2 separate regions of the Triticum aestivum genome follow, and region 1 is linked to region 2. The links are chromatin contacts, called in public Hi-C maps. All regions are on one chromosome and are shown on one strand. Each heading gives the region's core, a stretch centred on a gene start, on an enhancer-like site or on the middle of the called end of the contact. The rest is flanking DNA. Distances are from core to core; before and after follow the strand shown. Region 1 holds the start of LOC123182606 (probable xyloglucan glycosyltransferase 7). Region 2 holds the start of LOC123182610 (formin-like protein 5).

What was found. A called contact is a pair of places that touch in the nucleus more often than the background predicts.
Region 1: a Hi-C map of leaf shows a contact between it and region 2, with 2.9 times the contacts expected there. The contact joins the promoter of LOC123182606 here to the promoter of LOC123182610 in region 2. A contact is called at or near these places in 2 of 5 Hi-C or Micro-C datasets (both in leaf).

The regions. Positions count from the first base shown.
Region 1 is chr1D:427,090,957-427,095,297 of IWGSC CS RefSeq v2.1, forward strand. LOC123182606 (probable xyloglucan glycosyltransferase 7) reads left to right here and starts at 1,735. Exons shown (of 5, transcript XM_044595241.1): 1 at 1,735-2,811; 2 at 3,387-3,695; 3 at 3,811-4,101; 4 at 4,197-4,310. The coding sequence starts at 2,056.
Region 2 is chr1D:427,400,951-427,405,604 of IWGSC CS RefSeq v2.1, forward strand. It overlaps LOC123182610 (formin-like protein 5), which reads right to left and starts at 2,962. Exons shown (of 2, transcript XM_044595244.1): 1 at 1,920-2,962; 2 at 1,194-1,842. The coding sequence starts at 2,927. The coding sequence ends at 1,486.

The DNA.
Region 1 (4,341 bases), core at 485-2,984, 310 kb before region 2:
CTCTGACGATGACGTGCAAATGGAGGACACCTCCGACGACGAGCCAGCACCACCCTCCTCTCCTCTGCGGCACCCTCCTCCTCCGCTCCACCCTTGCCGGTGCATTGCACCACGACCATTGGTGAGGCCCGTGCCCATTATATGGACATGGTGCGGGAGGAACAGTTCTAGGAGGCGCAGGCCGACACCAACTGCAACCACAACCTCCTCCAGGAGCATCTGCAAGCGGAGGAATAGGTCGCCGCCGGCAGGGCGGTCGCGCCGGACGCAGACCTGGCGAAGCAGGTGGCGCTGCTCGAGTCGTACCGCTTCGCGCACGGATCCGCCTCGCCCGCTGGCGGTACCGGCAGTGGGTGGCGGAGAAGGCGGCCGCCGGCAAGGAGTGCGACGACGACGCGGGCGAGACATTGTTCGGCGACACCGACGACGAGGAGTTCGCACCCTCGCGCCACAACCACGAAGAAGCCGGCACGTCCGTGGGCGTCGCCGACAGTGAGGAAGAGTAGTGCACGGTAGGTCGCCGCCGCTTGTGCCCCAGGAAGGCCGTCGCTCCTCCCCTCCCGTCGACACCAAGCTTGGTGGGATCACCATCTTCGGCCGATTAGTCGCTTGGCGGCGATGTGGAGGCGAACAACTTCAGTTCCCGGGGCTCCGGAGGAGGAGGTTACTGAGGCGGAGCTGGAGAGTGCCGAGTCGGAAGTGGAGTTGGTGAAGCTTCAGTTCTCGGGGCTGATGGCCAGACACGGGGAACGGGTGCCGCCGTGCCGGCGACCATTTAGATTAGGTATTAACTATATCTTTAGAGTCAGACTAGCATCCCTTTGATGTAAATATAATGAAATCCGTAATGTTTATATAGAATCCGGCCTTATTTGCACGAATTTCATTCGGTTTATCGAAAAAGAGTTTGAAATATATACTACTAGCATTGGATGTCGTCCTCCCGCATCCGTATCCTCGGACTGGTTCCTGTCCGCGGACAGACGTGGAAGGATTTTTACGGGTTGCCATTTGAGATACCCTGACCCACCGTTTCCTGCCAGTTTGCACGTACCTCCAGCACTCCCCGTGTTAAAATGCTGCAGACAGAACCGTGTCAATCTTCTCCACGTTTGTGTGCCTATTTGTCTGTTTAGTTGCAGATGCTAATCCTGTCCCCGGTATTCAGAGATTCGGCTGATCACTTTCCCTTTTGTTGTTTACCACGGATTACGTTTGTTAATAGAATCGCGGCTCAGTTTGTCCCCATCTCCAGCCAAGTGGCGCAGATCTAATCTGATCCCGGCCTTTTTTGCCCTTTCCCCCAATATTTTTGGCCCATAATCCGCCCCCATGCACCCCGAATTTCCCACCTTGGACCCTGACCGCTCGGCCGTTTTGACCGGCGCGGCAGCGGCATGCAGCACGTAGTAGCAAGCTGCCGGCCAGAGCGCGCGCCGGCTGCCGTGGCACCGACAGGCGACAGCCCAGGCCGCAGCCCAACCGCACGCAACGAATACACCGACGTGCGCCGAACTCCTTCGCCTCGCCACGCACCGCGCCCACGCACGTTGATCTCATCTCGCCAGAAGCAGCGCCGAAGCGTCCGTCCAAACCCGGCACCGGCTCCGCTGCTCGTTTCGGTTCACCACGGCCGGGCGGGCGGGTCGGTCGTGTGCGCGCCTGTGCGCGTCTCGGGGCGCCAAAGAAGCGTTTTTTATTCCGCCGGGTCGGGCGGTAGGAGGGGTCGACGCGGCGGTGGCGAGGCTACAAATAAACAAAGCGGGGGAGGGGGAGCTCGTATCGTATCCTGGAGCGCGAGAGCGAGCGACGTGGTGAGCTGTTCTTCCCCCCTCCCCTCTTCGTGGCCTGCTAGTCTGCGTGCTCTGGCGGGTGCGTCCGTCCGTCCTCCAGGGGGGCTATTAAGGGCGTCCAGCTGATGTCCTCTATGAGCGGGTAAAGCGGCGCCGAGGAGGAGCAGGAAGAAGCGCCATTCTTCGTGGGCTGCCTGGGAGAGTTCTTGGCTGCTGCTGCTGCTGTCGTTTGTCTGAGGTCGGAGGTTGACCAAGGGTGGCAATGGCGCCGTCGTTCTGGGGGAGGGAGGCGAGGCTGAGCGACGGGGGCGGCGGGACGCCGGTGGTGGTCAAGATGGAGAACCCCAACTGGTCGATTTCGGAGATGGAGCAGGAGGCGGTGCCGGGGTCGCCGGCGGGGCTGGCGGCCGGCAAGGCCGGGCGCGGCAAGAACGCGCGCCAGATCACCTGGGTGCTGCTCCTCAAGGCGCACCGCGCGGCGGGGCGCCTCACGGGGGCGGCCTCCGCGGCGCTCGCCGTCGCCGCCGCCGCGCGCCGGCGGGTGGCGGCCGGACGGACGGACGGGGACGCCGCGCCCGGGGAGAGCACGGCCCTGCGCGCGCGCTTCTACGGCTGCCTCAGGCTCTTCGTTGTGCTCTCCATGCTGCTGCTCGCCGTCGAGGTGGCCGCCTACCTCCAGGGCTGGCACCTCCAGATGCCCGAGATGCCCGAGATGCCGGGCCAGCTCGCCATGGACGGCCTCCTCGCCGTCGACGGGCTCGCCGCCTCCGCCTACGCCGGCTGGATGCGCGTCCGCCTCCAGTACATCGCGCCGCCGCTGCAGTTCCTCACCAACTCCTGCGTCGTGCTCTTCATGATCCAGAGCGTCGACCGCCTCGTCCTCTGCCTCGGCTGCCTCTGGATCAAGCTCCGGGGCATCAAGCCCGTGCCCATCGCCGCCGACAAGGACGACGTCGAGGCCGGCGACGAGGACTTCCCCATGGTCCTCGTGCAGATGCCCATGTGCAACGAGCGAGAGGTAAGCTCCAATCATCATCTGCTTCTTGCTTCCCAATCGATCTTGAGCTGCAATTGGAGCTTCAGTATTCGACTAGGACAGCCTAAATTCCAGGTAGAGTGGGGGAAGATGCTACCGTCTGGGGATTCGGGTTAAGCGTAGACTGCATTTTGTTCGGATCTTTGTCCTGACTTCTCCAACCACAACTCTGATGCTCTCTGACGTTGATGTGTTCGTACTTCATATGAATCTCATACCAACAACAAACTCCGTGATTTGCTTTACAAAAGGCCGAATTTGGTTTGCGGTTGGGATTCATATCATCTCTACTTTCTTTAAGGCACACTTATTAATCCAAATCTCGGACTAGAACTTTGTCGTCACCGGTCACCAGATAATAATTGAGGAGGCATGTGATTGGAGATCAAGGTGACAAGCTATGGCGCACTACTTAATTTGGGAAGTGGCTAAGAAAAGATACTAAAATTTTCAATCAACTACTAGTACACTTCTTTTGGGAAAATCTTATAGGTAATTTGTTGTTGTAAAAAGTTGTAGTCCGGTTCAATAAACTTATTTCATTTGGATGTCTGCAGGTCTACCAGCAATCCATTGGCGCAATTTGCGCTCTCGACTGGCCAAGGTCAAATTTCTTGGTGCAGGTGCTGGACGACTCCGATGATGCTACCACCTCGGCGCTCATCAAGGAGGAGGTTGAGAAATGGCAGCGGGAGGGCGTGCGCATAGTATACAGGCACCGGGTGATCCGGGACGGATACAAGGCTGGAAACCTCAAATCAGCAATGAACTGCAGCTATGTGAAAGACTATGAATACGTTGTCATCTTCGATGCCGATTTCCAGCCACAGGCGGATTTCCTGAAGCGCGCCATGCCCCATTTCAAGGTTTGACTCGACTGAGCAATTCTTACTGATGTGGTTGTATTGCTGCTTCATTTATCTGACATTCAATCCTATCAGTTATGTTTTTGTCCTGACAAATTCGATGTGCAACCTACAGGGGAAGGACGATGTTGGGTTGGTTCAGGCAAGATGGTCTTTCGTGAACAACGATGAGAACCTGTTGACTAGATTACAGAACATAAACCTGTGCTTCCACTTCGAGGTGGAGCAGCAAGTGAATGGAGCGTTTCTCAACTTCTTCGGGTTCAATGGGACTGCTGGAGTGTGGAGAATCAAGGCTCTTGAGGACTCCGGTGGCTGGATGGAGAGGACAACGGTGGAGGACATGGACATTGCTGTCCGAGCACATCTCAAGGGGTGGAAGTTCCTCTACCTGAATGATGTTGAGGTACTGGCACAAGTTTCCCTATGACTTATGCAGAGTTTACCTTTGCATAGAGATTAAAGAGTCATAAAATTTAACTTTTGTAACTTTCCTTTCAGTGCCAATGTGAGTTGCCAGAATCATATGAAGCATACAGAAAGCAGCAGCACAGGTGGCACTCAGGCCCCATGCAGCTGTTTAGACTCTGCTTTGTGGACATTATAAAATCCAAGGTATGTGCTGTTTTCTGATGACGCACTATGA
Region 2 (4,654 bases), core at 1,712-4,211:
AATCAACAAGTGGGCCAAAGAATAAAGCTACAACTTGAACCAATCAAGGCCGAGAAGCGATCTGGAACTGTTAATGACAACATCAGAACTCAGTGCAGTTGTGTAGACGCGTTCTGATTCATTGACAAAAATGACCATGACAAACAACACACATGCTGTTTGCCCAAGATCCGAGAAGAACCATGACGAAATTAGTGCAACAAAATGATCCAAGCTATATTCTCAATGTTCAAACTACCAGTAGTACAATGCAGTAACAAATGTAACAGAGGCAATAGAGCAGTCTAATCATAGTAGTTGCAGCACAAACTCAACCAACTAAAAGGTTTCAATCTTTTCCCATGAAACATCAGTGCAGAAGAAGAACCTTGGTAATGTAAGAGCAAGACAAACCACATGACTCTAAACATGAGGCAGCATTACAAGATGCAAGCCTGAGCTATCACAAATCTCAAAAACTAAAGAAAATACACATTTACGAAAAACAACACAGATCCTCTATTGAAGCGTTAAAACAACATGAATTTTTCAGCATACAAAAACTAGCATCACCTCAGCCTTAGTAAGTCCCATGTTCTAGAACAATGCCAGTAACGGCTCTTATTCATTTATAATTTCAAGAACCCTGTACAGTCATGCTATAAATGCCTACCTGACGGTGTATATTGAGCACCGATGAGACTCAAGCCCTGCTGCGATTCACATGTTCTTTTTCATGGTCCTGCTAAAATGATCAACCCTGTATAAGAAATCAGGCCCAACGATCAGACGAAGCAAGAAACGTTAGCAAGCCCCAAGCAAAATGTTATTTTCTTGATCCAAAATAGGAAAAGTTGATTTCATTCAACAGATTCAGACAATACCGACTTAACGATGAAACACCCAGTCCCAGAGAAAACTTGTTACAAGTTATGGCTCAAAACATCATCACATGGATGGCCCAACTAATGGAGAAAAACGTATGCAGCACATGTAAGCAGCCTACTTAGGCACAACCAAACTGACCCCATGCGATAATTACCAAGCAGGCCAAAGGATAAAGCTACAACTTCAATCTGTCAAGGTCAAGAAGCGATCTAAAACTATTAATGACAACATCAGAACAAGGTGCAGTTGTGTAGGCGCGTTCATTGATAAGGAGATGAGCATGACGTACAGCTCACCTGAACACATGTTGTTTGACCAAGATCCCACAAGAACCATGACATAATTAGCGCAACAAAATGATCCACAAGTGCGACAAAATGATCCAGGCTAGATTCTCAATGTTCAAAACTACCAGTAGTACAATGCAGTAACAAATGTAACAGAGAGGCAATACAACAGTCTAAACATCGTAGTTGCGGCACAAACTCTACCATCTAGCAGGCTCCAATCTAATTTCAAGAAACATCGGTTCGGAAGAAGAACCATGGTAATGTAAGAGCAAGACAATCCCCATGATTCTAAACAAGAGGTAACATTACAAGATGCAAGACCGAGTTATCACATTTCCCCTCCAGTTCTCCTTGACTCCATGTGTACAGGCACTGGGGCTGCAAGCCCAGGCTTGCCATTGGCACTCTTCTTGCTGTTTGCAGCCTTCGTCTCAGCAGCCTCGGTAGAACTCGAGCTCTCAGAGCTCTCATCAGCCTCGGTGTTGTCCTCATTACCGCGGAAACCTACCTTCCTGTTCACAGTTGGGCGATTCATCCCATGACAACCTTCAGGATAATCGTCGAATGCGCCATCCATGCCCATCTCCTCCTGCTCTTTGAGGAGCACCTTGTCAACGAACTCCAGTATCCTGCCGAGCTCCCGGCTCACGGCGTGCTTCCCCTCCCGGATCATGGGGTCCCCTCCCTGGTCCGAAACCCACCATCAAAACCAGACACACCAATGGCATAACTGATGGAACCGAACAGAGGTCGTTGCATCACCTGGATCCCGTCGAGGCGGTAGAGCATGCCCAGGGCGGCCTCCGAGATAGCCATCGGGTCCTTGCACCGGCGGCGGCCGGAGCCGGAGAGGGACGCCCGGAGAGACGCGGCCTTGGAGCGGAGCATGGCGAGCTCCTTGAGCTGGCGCAGCGTGCGGGAGCGCCGCGCCAGGAAGCGCCGGAAGTGCTCCTGGATGGTGCGCGCCGCGAGCTCCCTCTCGGTCGGCGGCTGCGGCCCCCGGCGCGCGCGACGCGGCGGGGGCGAGGGCGAGCGCGAGCGCGGGCCCTCCTGGTGCGCGCCCGCGCGGTGGTGCCGGCGAGGGTTGGGCTGCTGGGGGTGCGGCGCGGGAGGGGAGGGGAAGCAGTGCGGCAAGGTCGTCTCGAGCGCGGCCACGCGGCGCAGGAGAGAGTGGAGCAGGAGCTGGCCGTGGTCGGGCGGGTTCGGCTGCTGGTGCTGATGCTGCGGCGGCGGCGGCGCAGGGGCGGCCGCGGGCGGCTGGGGATAGGCCGCGTGGGGGGCGGATCCCGGCTGCTGCTGGTGCTGGTACTGGTAAGCGTAGGAGGCGTAGAGATTCGCGTGGTGCGCGGCGGGATTCGGCGGCGGCTGAGGGTGGGGCTGGTGCTGCGGGTGGGGCTGGGGCGGCGGTTGGGCCTGGGGCGGCGTGGGAGGCGGGGGAGCGGAGCTTAGCAGGAGATGCGCGGCGATGGCGTGGAGGAGCTGGTCCGACGCGGGCGCCGGCTGGGGAGGCGGCGCGGGGTAGTAGCCGCACGGCGCCGGGGCGGGGGCCGGCGGGGAGCAGCCGCAGGCGCAGGCGCAGCAGGAGCAGCAGGGCGGCGGGGCCGGGTCGTGGTGGTGGTGGCGAGACATTTCCTGGGGGCGAGGGGCGATGGGATCGGCGCGGGGACGGAGTGCGGGCGGAGGCGGCGGGGGATCACATCGGCAAGGCGTCAAGGGAAAGGGAGCGGGGGAGGAAGTGTGCGCGAGTGGGAGTGGCGCCCCCGTCCCCATGTGCGTGCCCGCAGGGGGTGCCGGCCACGGCGTGGGTCGCCGACTGGTGGGGCGCGCTCTGACGTCGCCAGGGTTTATCCATAGATCTGCTCACAAGGCACGGAAATCAAGCAGCCCGTGGGTTTGCACGGGCTCGCACGAAGTGTGTTTGGTGAGGGTTTGGGGACTGGACTGTTCTGTTGTGCCACTGCCCAGTGCTGTCAGGTCGTGCCATTTCCGGCACATACCGATTCAGCCAATCCAACGGTCCAAGAGACTCCTCAAGCTACTTTCGTCGTCAACCGTTAGATTTACTTTCCGTTATTGTTACTATTCATGCTCCGCTGTTTACCGCGAGGCATCCACCTACTTAACAGCCGGGTTGTGGCTGAGCTGGGCATCGGATCTTCCAGAATTCCTCTTACAGCCTGTTTGGTAAACACTTAGGCAGAGGAATGGGAGTTTGCACAAGGGTGTTTATGAAGGGATTAGTCATGGGAAGTAGATTTTTACTCCCATTCCCTTGTTTGGTATATGATGGGAATTAGCGTGGGATAAAACTCTGCTCACGAATTAACAAGGTACCCCCGGGAAGAAATAGGTGGGAATTGGCTTCCTCAACTCCCATTCCCCTTCCTACTTAAACTCCCATTCCCTCTAATCAAACAGTGGACTTTTAATCTCCCCACCTCTCAACTCCCATTCCCCATCTCGAATTCCCCCGAACCAAACACGCTGTTAGGGATGAACCCTAAACGTATATGGCACAGCCGATGGTAATATAGCTCCCAAATCGGGGTCTCTTTCCTCGCAATTCTCTGAAATTCGTCCACACAAATCTCTACTCTGATCTCGTAGAACAACTAGGTCCTGACAAATTGGTAATCGGAGCAGTGGTTCCTCGGTAGCTTCTGATCGGATCAATTTTTTTCCAAGAGAGGCAAGAATACCCACCCAATTCCCTCCCTGTGTTGTGTGGTGATGGCGGGCGACGATTGAGGCGAGCGGTGGAGGCGTGCCTTCACTGCGACGTCAGGCGGCGGCGGATCCAGGGCGGCGCAGGAGGCGGTGTTCGTTCGGGTGCAGATCAGTAGCGCGGAGTGGTTGTGCTGGATCCCTTCCAGCAAGGTAAAATTCCACGTCCTTCGCTGATCCGTGTACCTTGGTGGCGTGGAGCTTTGGCGGCGGCAGGATCTGGAATTGAGATGCTGGTTGCCGCATCTGCGGTGGTAAAATTCCCCCTCTCTTCTCTGGATCAAGGTGATGGGGCGCTCGAAGGCAATTGATGAGGCCGAGTGGCAAGAGGTCCTCTCTCTTCGAGATGAATTTGGTGCGGTTCAACAGGAAAACGCAACGATGCGAACTGATGTGTCAAAATTACAGGAAGATGTTCAGTCAATTAGTTCCAAACAAGGCGAAATAGCTCTACAAGTTGGAGGAATTGAAAAAGTTGTGTTAGATCTGGGGAAACAATTGTCCACGATGAGTTCGGTCTTGCAGAAATTAGTGGCTCCATCTGGGTCAGGAACTAGAGCAGAGAAACAACCTGAGAAAGACCACCTAGCAGAACTGAACAGTTGAGGCAACAATTAGAAGCGGAAAAGGAAAAGACCAGACAACTGGAAGAGATACACATGCAGAAATTACCTCCAATCAGGACTGGCAGAACTACAGCACCACCTGGTTTTGGAGCTCATGCTAACTTGGAAACAGCAAGTGCTATGGGAACACCAGTAACACAAAGAAGG